Linked DNA regions of Pan troglodytes: regions 1 and 2 are each linked to region 3. The links are chromatin contacts, called in public HiChIP or PLAC-seq maps. All regions are on one chromosome and are shown on one strand. Each heading gives the region's core, a stretch centred on a gene start, on an enhancer-like site or on the middle of the called end of the contact. The rest is flanking DNA. Distances are from core to core; before and after follow the strand shown.

Region 1 (2,700 bases), core at 179-2,678, 180 kb before region 3:
TTTGCTCAGGTAGTCACCTGTACCCCTGTGAGCCAAGATTGCAACAGTACATGCTAAGAGCAGTAAGAAGGAGTTTGTAAAGCTTAGAAAGACCTGACAGGCCAGGCGCTGTGGCTCACGCCTGTAATCTCGACACTTCGGGAGGCCGAGGCAGGCGGATCACCAGGTCAGGAGTTCAAGACCATCCTGACCAATATGGTGAAACCCCGTCTGTACTAAACATATAAAAATTAGCTTGACGTGGTGGCCCGCGCCTATAGTCCAGCAACTCGAGAGGCTAAGGTGAGGCGGAGGTTGCAGTGAGCCGAGATCGCCACTGCACTCCAGCCTGGCGGCAGAGCAAGACTCTGTCTCAAAAAAAAAAAAAAAAAAAAAAAAAAGACCTGACAAGTGAAAACTACTAATATTGCCATTATCATTTTAAAAAACCCCAGACACAGGTTTTTCAGGGAGTTTCATCCAACCAGGCGGGTCTCAGAAATCAGAAAAGAAATGGAAAGGGTAGGAAATCTGGAGTTTGACAATTCTGAGTTTGAATTTCTTGTGATGGGATCTTGGGCAAGTCATTTAACCTCCCTGAGTATCATTTTTTTCTTTTATAAAATGAAGATTTTTCTCTCTTAACCTTCCAGAGCTGTTTTAAGGATTACAAATCTTCTACTGAAAGGCGTAGCACAGGAGCTGTGCTTGGCAAGTGCCAAATACAAGGCATTAATTATTATTATTAGAATTAATAATAATATCCCCTCCCTCTTACACATTCTTTGTCTCCGGGTGGATTAAAAGGTGGAAGGAGAGGCTACCAACACCATCAGAAGAGAGGCTTCGCTCTAAGTTTCATTTCCCATCTCCTCCAAATCCGCATCCCTCCCAAACGCCGGACCTGTAAGGCCAGCAGGGTCCAAGACACACATCCTTTGCCCAGCGGGGAAGATTAAAGCTAAAGCTCAGAGAGGGAAAACATTTCCTAAGCTCGCACAGCGAATCAGGACAGAAACCAGGACGAGCCTCGGAATCCCTCCATTACCTCCACTTTCACCTGAGCATCACAGCCCGCTCGGGACTCAGTTTCCCCACCTACGTGACCACACCACACTAATCAGGGTCTCCTTTTGGAGATCTGCTCTTCTTCTCGAATGGGGGCGCTGCACCATCGGTAGAACAGGGTGGGTGGGGGCGCCAGAGGTGAAGGGGACCTGCAGGCTGGGGTCTTCCCCGCCCGGGTCAGCGGGGGCCCTGCGGGGCTAGTCTAAGCGCCTATTATTACCAGCCCCCGGGGCGGCGTTGCACTGCGCAGGCGCGGGCGGGGCGCGGGCGCGCGCGCGAGCGAGCGAGGGATTCCCTCTGACGTCATTGCTAGGATACCAAACAAACACTCCGCCGCGCCGGCCGAGCTCCTTATATGGCTAATTGCGTCACAGGAACTCCGGGAAGGCGGGGCCGGGATCCCCTCCCGCCGAGTGGCCCGGAACGCAATCCCCGAGACCCCCAGGGCCCCGAGGGTCATGCAAGTGACCAGATCGAGTCTAGAACAGACCTCTTGCTGGACAGTGCGGGACTCGATTTGGCGGGGCCGGAGATTTGGGGAAGTTTGTCCAGCAAGGGGCGGGTGACGTAAGCAGGGGGGCGGGTCCCGGGCATATAAATACAGGCTGGCGGGTCTGTGCTTCATTCATAAGACTCAGAGCTACGGCCACGGCAGGGACACGCGGAACCAAGACTTGGAAACTTGATTATTGTGGTTCTTCTTGGGGGTTATGAAATTTCGTTAATCTTTTTTTTTCCGGGGAGAAAGTTTTTGGAAAGATTCTTCTAGATATTTCTTCATTTTCTTTTGGAGGACCGACTTACTTTTTTCGTCTTCTTTATTACTCCCCTCCCCCCGTGGGACCCGCCGGACGCGTGGAGGAGACCGTAGCTGAAGCTGATTCTGTACAGCGGGACAGCGCTTTCTGCCCCTGGGGAAGCAACCCCTCCCTCGCCCCTGGGTCCTACGGAGCCTGCACTTTCAAGAGGTACAGCGGCATCCTGTGGGGGCCTGGGCACCGCAGGAAGACTGCACAGAAACTTTGCCATTGTTGGAACGGGACGTTGCTCCTTCCCCGAGCTTCCCCGGACAGCGTACTCTGAGGACTCGCTCAGCTCACCCGGGACTCCCACGGCTCACCCCGGACTTGCACCTTACTTCCCCAACCCGGCCATAGCCTTGGCTTCCCGGCGACCTCAGCGTGGTCACAGGGGCCCCCCTGTGCCCAGGGAAATGTTTCAGGCTTTCCCCGGAGACTACGACTCCGGCTCCCGGTGCAGCTCCTCACCCTCTGCCGAGTCTCAATATCTGTCTTCGGTGGACTCCTTCGGCAGTCCACCCACCGCCGCCGCCTCCCAGGTAAGTTTTTGATAGTAGGGGTGCTGCTTTGTAGGTTTTATTTTTTAAGTCAAGGGTGAAAAGAATAACCCCCAACCCCCACATAAAGGCGCATCAGAACCCTAGATCTGAGATGGAAAAGGCTCACAGCGCACTTTGCAAACTGCAAAGAGTCGGGAGATGTTTGCAATTGGTTGCGTGCGTGGAGCGCAAGGAGGGAACGCGGCAGGGAGGGTAGGCTTTGGGGCGGGGTGGGGGTGGGGTGGGTAATGCGCCGCTCAATGCAACGTGTATGCGGTAGTGGGGCTGAGAACTTTGAGCCGGCCCCGGGACTG
Region 2 (2,700 bases), core at 98-2,597, 220 kb before region 3:
ACTCCTCAGCCTCCACTCTGGTCCCAGCCACCAGCGTTTCACCCTTGGACCACTGAAGTCACTTCCTCACCAGCTCCTTGCCCACACCCTCGCCCCCTGGAAGTCTGTCCCCTAACTAAGTCCTCATGTCCCTCCTCTGCTCAGAGCTGGTGGGTGGCTCCTGCCTCAGAGTGAAAGCCAAAGCTGTCACCATCACCCACAAGGCTCTAGATCTGTCCCTGCTCCTTGCCTCAGAAACTACACCTTCTACCACTTCTCCCTTGCTTTCTCTACTCCAGCCCCACCGGACTTCGTGCTGCCCTTGAACACGGCAGGCTCTCTCTGACCTCAGGGCTTTGGCACTGGCTGTTCCCTCTACCCCAGATGTCGCCACGGCTCACTCCCTCACCTCTTTCACGTCTCTACCAAGATGTCACCTCCTCAGAGAGGCCCTCCCTTGACCTTCCTATCTAAAGTAGGAAGGGGCCAGGCATGGTGGCTCATGCCTGTACATCCCAGCACTTTGGGAGGCCGAGGTGGGCGGATCACTTGAGGTTCGAGACCAGCCTGACCAACATGGTGAAACCCGTCTCTACTAAAAATACAAAAATTAGCCAGGCGCGCTCCTGTAATCCCAGTTACTCGGGAGGCTGAGGCAGGAGAATCGCTTGAACCCAGGAGGCAGAGGTTGCAGTGAGCCGAGATGGTGCCAGTGCACTCCAGCCTGGGCAACAGAGCGAGACTCTGTCTCAAAAAAATAAATAAATAAATAAATAAATAGAGTAGGAAGGTCCTCTCCCCCATCACGCCCTACATCCTTAGCCCACTTTCCTTTTCTTCATAGCCAATGCTCATCACCCGTCGATTGTTTTCCCTTGGGAAGGAGATTTCAATATTGCCAGGTCCTTCCATTTACCAAAATATGTCTAAAGTGTAGATTTTTTTAAGATTGCAAAACCTGGCGATTCTTAAACACGAGCAATAAATTCATGTCTTGAAAAATCCGGGTGCTGGCCTCGTAAAACACATCAGGGGCTACCTGCTGAATGCCAGTGTCTGGCCTCTGCCTTAGCCCTCTCTTAGAACCACCCATCCATTTCACAGATGGGGAAACTGGGACCTGGGGAGGACCAAGGATTGTTTCCCCAAGTCGTCCGTGGCCCCCAAATCCACTAACCCACACCCTGGTCCCACAGGCCCCATCCTATCCTCTTCTTCCTAACACCCCCCAGCCTCCCAGGGGCCCCGCATCTCCTTGTCCTACCACTCCAGGAGGGACCTCATCCTCGTCGAGGGGTATCACAAATTTCTTCCTTGCTGGCGGCCCTGAGGGCTGGGGCACCCCCTCTTTGTCCTTCCCAGGGTCCATCTGGAGCCTGAAAGGGAAGGTGCCAGGAGCGAGTGAGCCACTGGCGTCTACGTTCTCATCCCGCAGCAGGAACCCCCCACTCACAGCCGTCCCCCACAAAACTCCGAGAGCTCCATAGCGTCAGGTCCCCAACACCCAGCGCTAGAGGCTCTGTAACGCCACGCCCCTTTGACCTCCACCTTCGGCTCGCCCCGCCCCTTACAGGTCCACAAGTCCCATCGCTCCGCCCCTCGCCCCCACCGGATTCTATTGGCTTCGTCCCCACCGTCCCCCGCCTTCCGTTCGTCCGGCCCCCGGGGCTAGCATCTGGACGCCCTCCCCACGCCTGGCCTTGTCCATCTCTCAGACTCGGCAATGATTGGCTTCCGCGGCTGCCAATCTCCACCCGCAGTCTCCGCCTCCCGCACCTGTGGTCCGGGCCTCACGGTTTCAGCGCCGCGAGGCCTCACCTGCTGGTCTTGGAGCCTCAAGGGAAAGACTGCAGAGGGATCGAGGCGGCCCACCGCCAGCACGGCCAGCGTGGCCCAGGGCTCGCAGCACTTCCGGCCTCTCTGGCCCCGCTCCCCAGGAGAGTAGAGCATAGAGCAGGGCGATCTCTGTACAACTCTCTATGGTCCTGGAGGACCGCGGAGGTCGTGGGAGGAGAGAGATGTGGCCTGAGGATCTGGCTCCCAAACTGTTAAGTTTCAAAGCCCTTACTGAGCGCTTCTGTGTGCCCAGAATCCTGGCAGGGCTCAGTGGAGAACAGATCGCAGGAGATCCAACTTGGTCCCTCCTCTCAGTAAGGAGAGACTTAAGTTTGAATCCAACTCAGACATTGACTTGGCTTCAGTTTCCTCATTCATTCATTTATTCCACACGTATTCCCCCCACGCGCTTCCTCTCTTCCCGGTCCTGTGCGAGTCCGTGCTGGTGACACAGCAGTGACCAACGACAGCCCCGTGTTGTCCTCCCGGAGCTTACGGTTCAGTAAGGGACACAGACACGTTCCCAGTGATGACCCAGAATGGGCAGGTCTGGGATGGGAGATCCCGGGAGAGCCGTGGGATGGGGGTCAGGGGGAGCGCCTGACTCAGCCCCGGAGTCCGGAAGGGCTTCCTGGAGGAAGGGACATCTGAGCAGGGGCCTGGCTGATGAGTTAGTATTAGTCACTTCCTGAAAGGATAGTATCACACTGTTCTAACTTGCAGCTCTCTGATTACTAAGGAAATGGAATGTTTTTTGTGAATGTATTGGTCTTGTAAATTTTGTCTTCTGTGAATTGCTTGCTCATATTCCTTGTCCATTTTTAAAATGGGTTGTATGGCTTTTTTATTACTATTAATTTCTAGGGGTACTTTATGGATTCTGAT
Region 3 (2,700 bases), core at 50-2,549:
GAACCCATACTCAACAGGAATGGCCACCCTGTCATTCTGGCTCTTAGAGGGACAGAGGAGGACAAAATAAGCATTCTGGGTCCCCTGCCAATTCCAGTGGTCCCTGGCACTAGGGTGTGTGCCCAGAGGACTGAACCTCCAAACTGAGTTAATAGAGGTGCTTTCATCTTGACCCTTCTGCCCCACCCAGAGCGGCCAGCTGCACTGTCAGGCCTTGGCCAGCCCATCCTACCAACCCCCACACCTCCGCCATCCCCATCCCTGTGACTCAAGCCCTCCGCTCCCTCCTGACCATCCCCCCATCCTCAGCCTTTTCCGAGAGACCAGGCCTCACTTCCCACTTTTCCCTCCCAACTCCCCTCTTCTCCTGTCTCCCCTCACCTGAGCCCGACACCCACAGTGGCCCTTCTGGTATCACACCCATTTGTCTAGGGAGAAGGGATGGTGCTAATGCATGGGAGGGCCAGGGCCAGAGGATTCGGGAGGTATCCTAGAAGCAAAGTCCTCTGGCCGTCCCTTTCCAGTCCCACACTCTGCCCTCAACTCAACACCAAATCCACCCCCACCCCCTCTGTCTGTCCCCCTGCTATGGAGATAGGGGAGCATTCCAGAAGCTTGAGGGGAGAGAGAAAGGGCAGAGTTCCAGGCCCAATCGACCCCCAGGCCGTTCCCCCTTCCAATCCCGGGTTCCTTCGGCTTCTGCCCCCTTCTCTCCTCTCCGTCTAGCCACCTCGGGAGTACAGGAGGATCCAAGTGGATGGGGGGCTGGGATCTAGGTTTTGGGGACCAGGGACCTTGCTCTTGGGTCAGGGTCCTGCTGAGGGAGAGAAAAGGGGGATCTTCAGCAAGGGAGGGGGATGGGGACTTGGAAGGAGGAGGCTGGGGCAAGAAGAGATGGGTCCAGCCTTGGGCGGGGCCAAGGTCGGAACTGAGGAGGGGTCTCACCGTTGCAGTATTGCAGCAGCGAGGACGTGTCGTACAGGCCGCAGAAGGCCGGGCCGCGCTCCGCCATCGCCCCACCACAGCCACCGCCGGCCCCCCCGGTCCCAGCCCGGGCCCGGTCCCCCCCACCAGGCCCTGCCTCCCGTTGCCATAGCAACGCCCTTCGTTCCAGCATCCCCAGCTCAGCTCGCCTGGCATCAGGCGGCCGGCGCCGGGCCCGGCGCTGGGGTCATCCCCAGGATGCCCAGAGAGGGGGGTCGGGACACCCCCTGCCAAGCTCCCCAACACAATCCTCGGGCCAGGATTGGCTGCTCCCGGATCCCCCTAGGTACCGTCTGGTCCCGCCCACAACCGGAGTGTAGTCTCTCTAGACCCCCCTCCTCGCCCGTTCAGAACCAATGAGAGCCTGTCGCGCAGGGCCCTTCACCAATAGGGATGCAGAGGGATTGGAAGGGGCAGGGCCTTTCCTGCTTTCAGCCTGAAGCGCAGCCCCGAGCTCCGGGAGGAGGATGGTGTGGAGGAAGACACTCCACTATCCCCAAAACCTCCTCGGACTTTCATTGGATTTTCCAAAAGCCCCCTCCGTAAGGCCAGGGCCCGACCTTAGAGCCCCAAACCCGCCCAGGGAGCTCTTGTTTATTACATCTAGGCCCACCCCCAGGCTCTTAGCCCCACCCCCAGAATCTTGCGGGTGCTAAAGTTTTATTCCTACCCACGGAATCATTAGCACCGCCCCCTGAACCGCCAAGGGTTTATAGTATAGTACTTCTCCAAAGCTCTGGACAGGACCTTCTTATAGGATTAGCTCTGGCCTCGGAATTTAAATCCCTCCTCCCGCGGTCTGGTAGTCCCTCCCTAACTTTTTTTTTTTTTTGGGGGGGGACGGAGTCTCGCTCTGTCGCCCAGGCTGGAGTGCAGTGGCGCGATCTCGGCTCACTGCAAGCTCCGCCTCCCGGGTTCACGCCATTCTCCTGCCTCAGCCTCCCGAGTAGCTGGGACTACAGGCGCCCGCTACCACGCCCGGCTAATTTTTTGTATTTTTAGTAGAGACGGGGTTTCACCGTGTTAGCCAGGATGGTCTCGATCTCCTGACCTCGTGACCCGCCCGCCTCGGCCTCCCAAAGTGCTGGGATTACAGGCGTGAGCCACCGCGCCCGGCCGTCCCTCCCTAACTTTCCCCACCGCTCTGTCTGCGGCCCCAGGCCCTTAGCTCCGCCCTTAGAGCCCTGGCCTCCCACAACCGCATTATCCAGTCCGGGCTTTGGCACAGGCCCAGTTGTGAGGCTTGGACTAGCCCGCATGTCAGGCAGAGATGGCTCGAAAGTTGTGGGGGAAAAGGGGAGGGTAGAAAACCCGACAATGGATTTCAAGAATATTGGACCGCCTTCCTCAAGTCTCCAACGAGGGTAAACACCTAGAGTATAGGCAGGAGAAGTGAAGTCCGGAGCCGAAAAAGAATTCCCTCTGGACACAGAGATGAAAAGTAGAAGCTTTGGAAGCAGACTGACCTGGGTTTGAATCCTGACTCCTCCACTTTCTGGTTTCGTGACCCTAAAGCTCCACTTCCGCATCTGGAAAGTGGGGGCTCATAATCGCTCCTGCCTCATTCATTCATTCAAAAATGTTTACTGACTGCCTAATGGGCCAGGCTCTGTTCTAGGTGCTGAAGTTTCCGGAGTAACCAAGTGAACCTGTTTCCTCTCATGTATTGTTCATTTAATGGAAGAGGTAAACAATCATACACAAAATAAGTAACAA

The links. HiChIP or PLAC-seq counts read pairs in DNA pulled down with a chosen protein or histone mark.
Region 1: a contact with region 3 is called in an H3K4me3 HiChIP or PLAC-seq map of stem cell-derived excitatory neurons, with 2.9 times the contacts expected there. The contact joins the promoter of FOSB here to the promoter of EML2 in region 3. A contact is called at or near these places in 1 of 7 Hi-C or Micro-C datasets (stem cell-derived neural progenitor cells) and 1 of 1 datasets of contacts at active chromatin or transcription factors (stem cell-derived excitatory neurons).
Region 2: a contact with region 3 is called in an H3K4me3 HiChIP or PLAC-seq map of stem cell-derived excitatory neurons, with 3 times the contacts expected there. The contact joins the promoter of ERCC1 here to the promoter of EML2 in region 3. A contact is called at or near these places in 2 of 7 Hi-C or Micro-C datasets (induced pluripotent stem cells and stem cell-derived neural progenitor cells) and 1 of 1 datasets of contacts at active chromatin or transcription factors (stem cell-derived excitatory neurons).

What each region holds. Positions count from the first base shown.
Region 1 is chr20:48,424,020-48,426,719 of NHGRI_mPanTro3-v2.0_pri, forward strand. It overlaps FOSB (FosB proto-oncogene, AP-1 transcription factor subunit), which reads left to right and starts at 1,429. Exons shown (of 4, transcript XM_016936213.4): 1 at 1,429-2,386. The coding sequence starts at 2,261. It also overlaps a transcript of ERCC1 not described here.
Region 2 is chr20:48,379,581-48,382,280 of NHGRI_mPanTro3-v2.0_pri, forward strand. ERCC1 (ERCC excision repair 1, endonuclease non-catalytic subunit) reads right to left here and starts at 1,348. Exons shown (of 9, transcript NM_001194931.1): 1 at 1,244-1,348. The coding sequence starts at 1,348.
Region 3 is chr20:48,604,071-48,606,770 of NHGRI_mPanTro3-v2.0_pri, forward strand. EML2 (EMAP like 2) reads right to left here and starts at 1,300. Exons shown (of 22, transcript XM_016936227.4): 1 at 946-1,300. The coding sequence starts at 1,117.